Regions from separate parts of the Mus musculus genome. Here region 2 is linked to region 1. A link is a contact called in public HiChIP or PLAC-seq data. All regions are on one chromosome and are shown on one strand. Each heading gives the region's core, a stretch centred on a gene start, on an enhancer-like site or on the middle of the called end of the contact. The rest is flanking DNA. Distances are from core to core; before and after follow the strand shown.

Evidence for each region. HiChIP or PLAC-seq counts read pairs in DNA pulled down with a chosen protein or histone mark.
Region 2: a contact with region 1 is called in an H3K27ac HiChIP or PLAC-seq map of embryonic stem cells, with 8 read pairs. The contact joins two enhancer-like sites. A contact is called at or near these places in 1 of 15 datasets of contacts at CTCF or cohesin (large pre-B cells), 49 of 484 Hi-C or Micro-C datasets (the 63-12 cell line, the AML12 cell line, CD4 T cells and 30 more), 4 of 115 datasets of contacts at active chromatin or transcription factors (double positive thymocytes and embryonic stem cells) and 2 of 9 other capture datasets (adipose tissue and liver).

The regions. Positions count from the first base shown.
Region 1 is chr7:110,744,939-110,749,482 of GRCm38.p6, forward strand. No RefSeq gene overlaps it. Among named protein-coding and RNA genes, the nearest start is that of Gm39068, 7.6 kb to the left of the region's middle. Within about 2 kb of position 2,048, at least 7 of the 459 cell types and tissues checked have an H3K27ac peak or open chromatin away from gene starts, as enhancers often do. A contact at or near this core is called in embryonic stem cells, where this site is marked.
Region 2 is chr7:110,940,218-110,944,610 of GRCm38.p6, forward strand. All of the region lies in intron 2 of Mrvi1 (MRV integration site 1), which reads right to left. Among named protein-coding and RNA genes, the nearest start is that of Gm16336, 37 kb to the left of the region's middle. Within about 2 kb of position 1,599, at least 164 of the 459 cell types and tissues checked have an H3K27ac peak or open chromatin away from gene starts, as enhancers often do. A contact at or near this core is called in embryonic stem cells, where this site is marked.

The DNA.
Region 1 (4,544 bases), core at 798-3,297:
TCAGACTTACCAGAAGAGGGCATCAGATTTCATTATGGGTGGTTGTGAGCCACCATGTGGTTGCTGGGATTTGAACTCAGGACCTTCGGAGGAGCAGTCAGTTCTCTTACCGGCTGAGCCATCTCACCAGCCCCATGCTCATATTTCTAATCAGCTGCGATCCTGGTTCATTCAAACGTGAGTAATGGAAGAGGGGCTTAAGTGGGAAGAGGCTAGGGCGTACAGCATGTTGGGGTTATCATCCCAGGCTTGAAAGGAGCAGTGACTTCCAGGACCCGTGGAGTTTGGCGTAAGGAGATATCTGCTTGAAAGTAGCTGTGTTATTTGGGAGGGTCTTAAGTCTCCCTCTGTGGTCCCGTAGTGTGGGATCCAGGTGCACAAGCGCCAACAGGTCACATGCCTGCCACCCACTAGTTTATTTCTTTAGTGTCACTAGAAGTCCGTAGGCAAAGGAGTCCCCAGAGCCTGTCTATAAGGGGGACACAGGCCAGAGTAGAGGATGGTGGACAGCAGATGGGGAGGGAGGAGTGGAAGTCATTCAACACAACAAATCCAGTTTATGGATGAATGAATTATCCAACCCTTGGAGAAGGAAGTTAGCAACCCCCTTGGCACTAGTTAACGAACGAGTAGTTAACCAGACAGTTAACTGGAGGGAAGCCTTGGAGCTGATTTTTGTTTGTTTGATACAGTGTCTTTCGTATAGTCGGGGCCTGCCAGTAACTCTCTCTGTGTAGCTGAGGGTGACCTTGAACTCATGATCTTCCTGCCTAGCCTCCCCAGTTCCAGGATTACAGGCATAGGATACCACTCCTTATGAAATGGTGGGGTTTGGACTTGACCTCCTGCACACTAGGCAAGCACTCTACCCATGCAGCTATATCCCCAGCCCTAGAACCTGTGTTTCTGCCCAGCGGTTCTCTGTCACCTCTCAGGTGAAGAGCCTAATCCAGACATCCCCAGAATTCACCCACACAGCTCTGGTGAGCAACTTTAACTCTTGCTCCCCTTGTTACCCTACCTCTTAGCTGCATGAGCAAGAGCCTCTCATCTACATCCTCAGAACAGTCCAGAAAGACTGGCTTTTGCCTTTTCTTCAGACTCTCTCTCTGGGGCTCTTGGAGCCACACACACGGTTAGGACTCTCAGGGGTAGATCGAAGCTTGTGTGGAGTGCAGGCAGTCCCAGGCTCCTCTGAACAGGGACTTGATGGAGATTTAAATCATATTTCCATTAAGCCTCATTTCTCTCGGTCCCCAGGAGAGCACATCCAGGCCTGAAGCACACACTTCTAAGAATATATGCCATTATCAGGTACCTGCTCATCACGTAGATGGGCCCATTTGTAATTCCTCTGTCTGATCATTCACTTTTCTGCCATTGCTTGGAGCCATGTGGAGAGAAACCTCATTAACAACAATAATATTCTCTGCACGGCATCACTTCTTATCTCATGGGTTCCTCCTCTCTAGCTAGTAAGAAGCAATCCCTGACATGCATTTACTGGGAATTACGTGTAGGGACTGCATCACTTCATTTTGACAATAAACCTAGGCAGTAGGATAATAACACTTAATCCCCACTTCATAAATGAGGGAACCTGAGCTTACAGGGATTAATGTGGTGCCTAAGGTAACATAATAAACAGCAGGTCCAGGATCTGAGCCCAGAAAAAAGAACTGCGAAGACTGCATGGCTTCCTCGTGGTGCCTCTTGGTACCTCTTGGTACCTTGGATGGCCCGGAGTCATAAAAGAGTGAATGCTAGCTATCCTTCCTCCTTTTCAAATGTAAATTATGTTATTCACATGGAATAGGGGTGCAGGGGAGACTCCAAGGGATCACCAAATATCCGTGTGTTCTTTTTAAAAAGATTTCTTTTATGTCTAAGTGTTTTGTGTATGTCTGAATGTACATGTGTGTGCATGTCTCGTGACTGCAGAGGCCAGAAGAAAGTATCATATTTTCTAAAACTGCAGTTACAGACAGTGGTAGGTGCTAGTAACTGAACTCAGGTCCTATGCAAGGGCAGCAGGTGCTCTTAACTGCTGAGTCATCTCTCTCTCCCCCATGTGTTCTTTTAAAAGTTCCCTTCTCCACTGCTCTTGAGACTGGGCTATATAACTGCGTCTGGATGGTTAGACTGTAGCAGAAGTGGCCTGCATCATATTTAGCTTGGCATTAACCCCTTCCATCTGTTCATCTCCCACTTCCTGTTTCCAAAATTGGAAGACTCTAAGCTGGCTGAGTTGCCACAGGTAAGGAACTGTTATTGTTTGGAGAGAGCCAAGTAGTGGAATTGCCAGCCTCACTGAATGCTAACAGGAGTGAGGGATGAGTCTGTGTTGGGTTAGACTAAAGATTTGGGGGTATATTTGTTATAATGCATTTGTGAAGTACATGAAAAAGTCAAACTCAGAGTAAAATTTAACAGTCTTGCGGAGTAGATACATTAACTATAGGTTAAACAAAATGTATGTTAGCTTCAAAGACAGAAATAGATGGAAAATGGGCTGGTGAGATGGCACGGTGGGTAAAGGAGCCTGTTGCTAAGGCTGACGACCTGAGTTTGATCCCTAGGACCCACATGGTGGAAGGAGAGAACCAACTCCTGCAAACTGGTCTTTGACCTTCATATGCATGCTGTGGACATACACACACACACACACACACACACACACACAAAACCAATCAAATTTAATAAAATTAAATAACAACAAAAAGCCTTCCTTAAAAAAGAAATACTGAAAATAAAAGAATAGTGTCTTAGTTTCTAGTACAGTGATGAAATACCATGACCAAGGTAACTTTACACAAGGTAACTTACACCATCATGGTGGGAAGCATGGTGGCAGGCAGGTCCGGAGCTGGCGCAGAAGCTGAGAGATTACATCTGACTTTCATGCAGGAGGCAGGGGAGTGGAGGGGACAGATAGAGGGCGAGGGAGAGACACCAAGAAAGAAAGACTGAGTCTGGGCCTGGTAAAGGCTTTCCAAACCTCAAAGCCTACCCTGTCACACACCTCCTCAACAAGACCACACCTCCTAGGACCCAAACATTCAAACCTAGGAGCCTAAGGGGCATTCTCATCCAAACCACCACAAATAGAAGAGGATACACCATGCAAACGGTAACCGAAAGAAAGCCAATGCTGCTAATACCAGACAAAAGAGGTATCCAGGGAAAAATTGTTAGAGGCAAAGATAAGCATTTTTATAATCATAAAATAGTCTAAGCATCAAAAATATATAAAACTTTGATCATATGTGCATTCAATAATATAACCTAAAATGCATGAAGCAAAACTAGAAACAAATGAAGAAATAGTTATTACAATAATATTTAAAGAACTCAACACCCCAGTTTGAGTAGTGATTAGGACAACTGGACAGATCAACAGGGACAGGCAGAAACAACAATGAACTTGGATAAATAAATAAGGCTTAATAGCAAGAGAACGCTCTAACCACCTGCGGCAGAACAGACTCCTCGCAACTGCACCTGGGACATTGCTCAGAATAGAAAAGATATCCGATCATAAAAACAAAAAAACCCTCTCAATACATGCAAAAGTGGCAGCAAAAAGAATAAACTATCTAGTGTTAAGTTTAACAGACGATGGATGACAGGATGACATTCAGAGATGACAGGCCATCCCTGAAATCAGAGAAGACCTCGGCAAACAGAAAGATGTTCTGTATTCATGAATTCCGAAGCTTAACACTGTCAGGATGGCTGTTCTCCTCAGACTGTTCAACCCAGCCTCTATCAAGATCCCAGCTGGATTTTTACAGACTTGACAAGCTTATAATAAAATTTATGTGGAAATGTAAAAGATCCAGGGTAACCAGAGCTATCTTGAGAAAGAACAAATCTGGAGGGCTCACACTCTCTGACAATGCTCACATTCCCTGACAATTTTCTGACAATGTGGAGAGAGTGATTTGCTGGCATGAGGGCAGATAAAGCGGTCAGTGGACAGAACAGGTCCGGCAGTAAGCACATGCTTGTATCATACTTAATTGATTTTCTACAAGGATGCCAACAACATTCTGAGAAGGAGGAATAGACTCTTTAATAAGTAGAGAAAGAAAAACTGAATAACCATGCAAAAGAATAAAGCTGGGCTCTCATATCACATACAAAAATTACCTTAAATTTTATTGAAGACCTGTCAGAGCCATAATAATAATAATAATAATAAATGTTAATTAAAAACAGGGGTGGATCCTCATAGCCTTGACTGAAGTCATGGTTTTTTTTTTTTTTTTTTTTGGTTTTTCGAGACAGGGTTTCTCTGTATAGCTCTGGCTGTCCTGGAACTCACTTTGTAGACCAGGCTGGCCTCGAACTCAGAAATCCGCCTGCCTCTGCTTCCCAAGAGCTGGGATCAAAGGCGTGCGCCACCACGCCCGGCTATGGTTTCTTTAAAGATTTATTTGCTTTTATTTGCCTGAGTGTGTTTTGGCTGCATGCATGTAAGTGCACCATGTGCATGCCTGGCGCTTGCAGAGACCAGAAGAGGGCATCAGATCCTCTAGAAC
Region 2 (4,393 bases), core at 349-2,848, 190 kb after region 1:
CAGATGGTGCTATGCAGGATACTGGGGGAGAAAAAACACCAACCATCTTACCCAGTAATGTACCCTGCACACTACAATACTGGCCTGCCTGGCAAGATGTGTCCACTGATGGAATAGTGGTATAATGATTATGAGGGCAACAATCCTTTCTGATCGATGTGAGCCCTGACCTCCAGGATGAATTTCATGCCTGGTGCTATAAACCTGATCAAAAGTCCATGACTTAGGGAGATGGATCGTAGATCACAGAATAGAACTTACTGTTGTCTTACTAAATGGTCATACTCTCTAACTGCCTTCTAAATATGTATGCTTATGCCCATAGATTTGTGCTGCTCTCAATTTTACAGAGAAGGTTCTTTTCGCAGCGGGTGGTGGTTAACGCAGAGACTCATAATTGGTCAAGGTGCCGAGTATAAGTAACTGTGAGTGCTCAGCTGTCAAGGGGTCATCTTGTCAACCTCCCACCATCCAAGGCTCAGGGAACATCTCAGAAGGGGGGTGGAGTGTAAGAATCAGTAGGTGGAAAGGGAAACTATAAAATGCTAACCTTTAGCATGACACGGTTGTTGAATACACCAACGCACAGCAGCTGTGCTTACCTGCACAAGACCTTCATAAGATCAAGCCAGTCAAAATTCCCTCACCTTTAGCAGAGGAACTACTGTGAGTCAATAGCTATGGAGGAGTCATTCTCTATCTGGAAAGCAGCTGCTAGCAAGTTAGCCACGCCTTCTTGTGCATATGGAAGAAGCATCACTAAGCAGACTCGGGTAATTATTAATAACAAAAGGAGACAAGAAATGGGAGAGAGATAGATGGGCACTATGGAGAATTAAAGGAGGGAGTGGTGGGTGGGTAGGATCAAAATACATTATATAAATGTGGGACGTTTTCCAAAGAGTAATTTTTTAATCTAAAGCTAAATGTATGAATACAGCTCAGTAGTTTCCGGTGCCCGGATGCCTGTTATCATCAAGTGGCTTTGTGTGCAGGGAGGTGGAAGACAGAGGTGGAGTGGTGAATGCTGGAGCTGACAACAGGAAGCCAGATGCTCTGTCCATGAACTCGAGCAACCTGTTCCTAGAGACTTGTAGAAACCCTCAAAGGAGAAAAGAACTTGGACAAGTGGAACCCAGGCTCTTACTGACAGGAGCTCCTATACCCCAAGTGTGCCAAGCACCTCTGAGGATGCATGCTGTCCCAATGAGTCAGCTTCCTAAGTGGTTCCTGGTCACAGCTCAGGAAAGTACCGATGACTTGGTCACACTGCATCTGGGGTCTGTGGCTGCACAGTGAAGAAGAACAGGTCTGCATGCATTCTCCATGCATTCTGCTCCAGGTCCCTGCCCGACTTCCCTCAGTAATGTACTGATACTTGGAAGTGAAACATAAAATGAACCCTTTCCTCCCCAGGCTACATTTTGTTGTGATGTTTATCACAGCAACAAAAAGCAAACTAAGACATAGGGTTTTTCTAGCTGACAGCCTGTCATTCTGTGGTCCCCAAAGGTCCAAGGTATGTGTCCCAACAGCTTCAATTCAGTCAGCACTCTGTGTCCTGGCCTGGGCCCTAGAGAATGCATACTGCTGAGTCACTGCCAGAAGGCTTCACTTCACTGTAGGGATAGATTACGAATTCCAATTAGCAGTTGCAGTGAAGAGAACAATATAGCTCTCCTACTTCAAGGGTTTTGTTGTGAAGACTCAGCTAGCACTCAGGCTAGTGGTGGGAAACAGAGGCTTGGGACTGGAGTATTCAAAACTAGGGCTGGACCCCAGGGAGCTATAAACTTGGAAGGATGCTCTGTTCCTTGCCTGTTTTACAGAGTGGGAATTTACACAGAACGGGAACTTCCGGCTGAACCCTGGCCAGCCTTGCTTTCCTGGCTGCCTGACTTCTGTACTCTTGGGGAGTCAGGTTTCTTTCTGCCCCTGGAGGCTCCAGCTAGCTTGGGAGAGCTGAACCTCCCCTGTGGCCATGCTACCTCAGGAGCCCAGTGTGAGCAGAGGCTCTTTATGAACCATGCCTATCTGGCTTCCGGAGAACTAAGAGAGGCCCAGAGCCTGGTAGCAAGACCAGAAAGTAAAAGAATGAAAGTCTCACGTGGACCTTGAACCTCTGTGCAAGGGTATAAATTGCCTCAGGGCTGAGCTGAGCAGGCTGAACAGAAGTGGCAACAGCTAACCCTTGTTCAAAGTAGCACACAGGTAACCACGGGGACTCTAACAATCAGAAATCTAACAGCCTTGGTTCTAGGTCTCTGGATGAGGATGCAGAGGAGCTGGAATTCAAGGCCAATGTGGTCAGACCACAGAGATCGCAGTCTTAAACCCTGTTCTCTGTCTTCTCTGAGGGACCTGGGCCTCCTGGATCCCATTTGGCTTGAGTCCCTCAAGCATCCTCCTCCAGATTCCGGTGCTGTCTCAGCCATTGCAACTTGCAAAAAAACAAAAAAAAAACAAAAACAAAAAAAACAAAACAAAACAAAAAAAAAAGTCAGGATAGCTTCAGATTCCTACAAGCCCAGAGACAGAATCACAGCACCTGAAAAGCCTTCAGAGACCATTAGAACCCATCTCATTATTCTTTAAATATTAGTTTTGGCTCCAGGTCACAGGTAGGCGTAGCTTGTGGGGAACTGGCTTTCAGGGTTCCTACTGGCCAATCAAGGGACTTAACCATTGACTCTACAGCTAGCACATGGGTTCCTCCCAATGCTGTACCTCTAAGAAGCTTCACCCAGGCCCTGGTCTTCATTGAGCTGGACCAACAAGCAGGTAACAGCCATGGGGGTAACAAGGGGGGGTGGCTTAATAAGGTTTGAAAGTACTTTAAAATATATTTACTTTTTTTTTAAGTGTGTGTGTGTGTGTGTGTGTGTGTGTGTGTGTGTGTGCATGAATGTGTAGGCCAAAAGAGGGCATCAGATATCTTGAAGCAGGAGTTGCAGGCAGTTCTGGATGGATGCTAGGAACTGAACTCAGGTCCTCTATAAGAGCAGCACCCTCTCTTAAATGCTGAGAGCTACAGATGTAGGAAGAATAGGACTCCTATTCTTCATCTAGGGATGAGGCTGTTTCTTTGCTAATCTTTTATTATACTCAGTTTAGGAGTGCTTTTGTTTGTAGGAGGTCAGGGGTCTCTGTGCTAGAGAGGACAGGTACTAGGGAAACCTGGAATGTCAAACACACAGGGTTGTTCCTTTGAAAGAATGGATGTATGACCTGTTATCTGAACACAAGGCTGGGAGCAGCCTTTGAGTTATATGTATGCCCTAGACAACACTAGAATCTCCCTTAGACCCTTATTGAAAGCTTGTTTTTCTCCATCTATAAACCCATTTAATGGATGGTGCCACATGTACTTTACAAAGAGTTTCTGTATAGTCACATCTGAACTTTATTTAGCTTCATTTGTGCTTTATTGTACACACAGGGTTGAGTTATCATCACTAGGGAAGTTTTCACCAAATTGTGCTGTGCTTAAATATGCCTAGAATAAACTACTACAAGTCAGACTCTGAAGTTTGAACCAACATAGCTACTTAGTCATGTTCAACTAAACTACCTTCTTGTTGCCCTCAGATGGTTATTCTGGTGGCCTTGGTGGTCATCAAAACCCACATTTAACTGGGAAAATTGCCTAGGATTTTGGATCCAGGGTTTGCATGAGAATGTGAGTTTGGCGTGGTACCATTGTTAGTGAGGGGGCCATAAGGGTCAGAGATGGCCACTATCAAAAGAACACAGAAGTGGCAGGGTTAAAGAAAGCCGGATTGGAGCAGCCACATTTGAATCTGCTCACAGTGTCTGCCTTCTGCTGTGACCCCCTTTCCCTTCCCCCAAACCCCCAGCCCTCAGCTGCCTTGAGGGTTGCTAAGGAACAGCATCCACTATGGCTCAAGATGCCCCAGGATGGTTGTGGAGCTTTCCCTAGAACCTGGAGCTATGGTCTGCAGATAGAGAGATGGGAGTTTAACTCTTTGTTTTTTAGATGATCAAGGAAAAGACACTCCCTCACCCCTAAGCTGCCAAGTTCACATCTTGAGCTCATGAACCTTGGAATACAAGTGACTATTCATTTCTAAATAATTGCTTTGTCCCCACCATTTTAATATGTAAGAAAGTAAACGCCGTCACAACAGAAAAACATTCAGGAATGGTCAGGAATCTGCCCATCTAGAAAAATGGCACTCACTCACACGCTCTTCTCTTGCTTAGCAAGCCTGTTTCATCTGGCTCTGGTCAGCGTGGGACCATGGTCAGAGGCAATAGGATAGCACAAGCTCAGCGCAAACCAACTCTAAAGTTCAAGTCAAAGTAAATAATGTTGGTGACCTTCATAAGCACAGCCTTTAATCTGAGAAGATCAGATGGAGCTGGGCCAGTG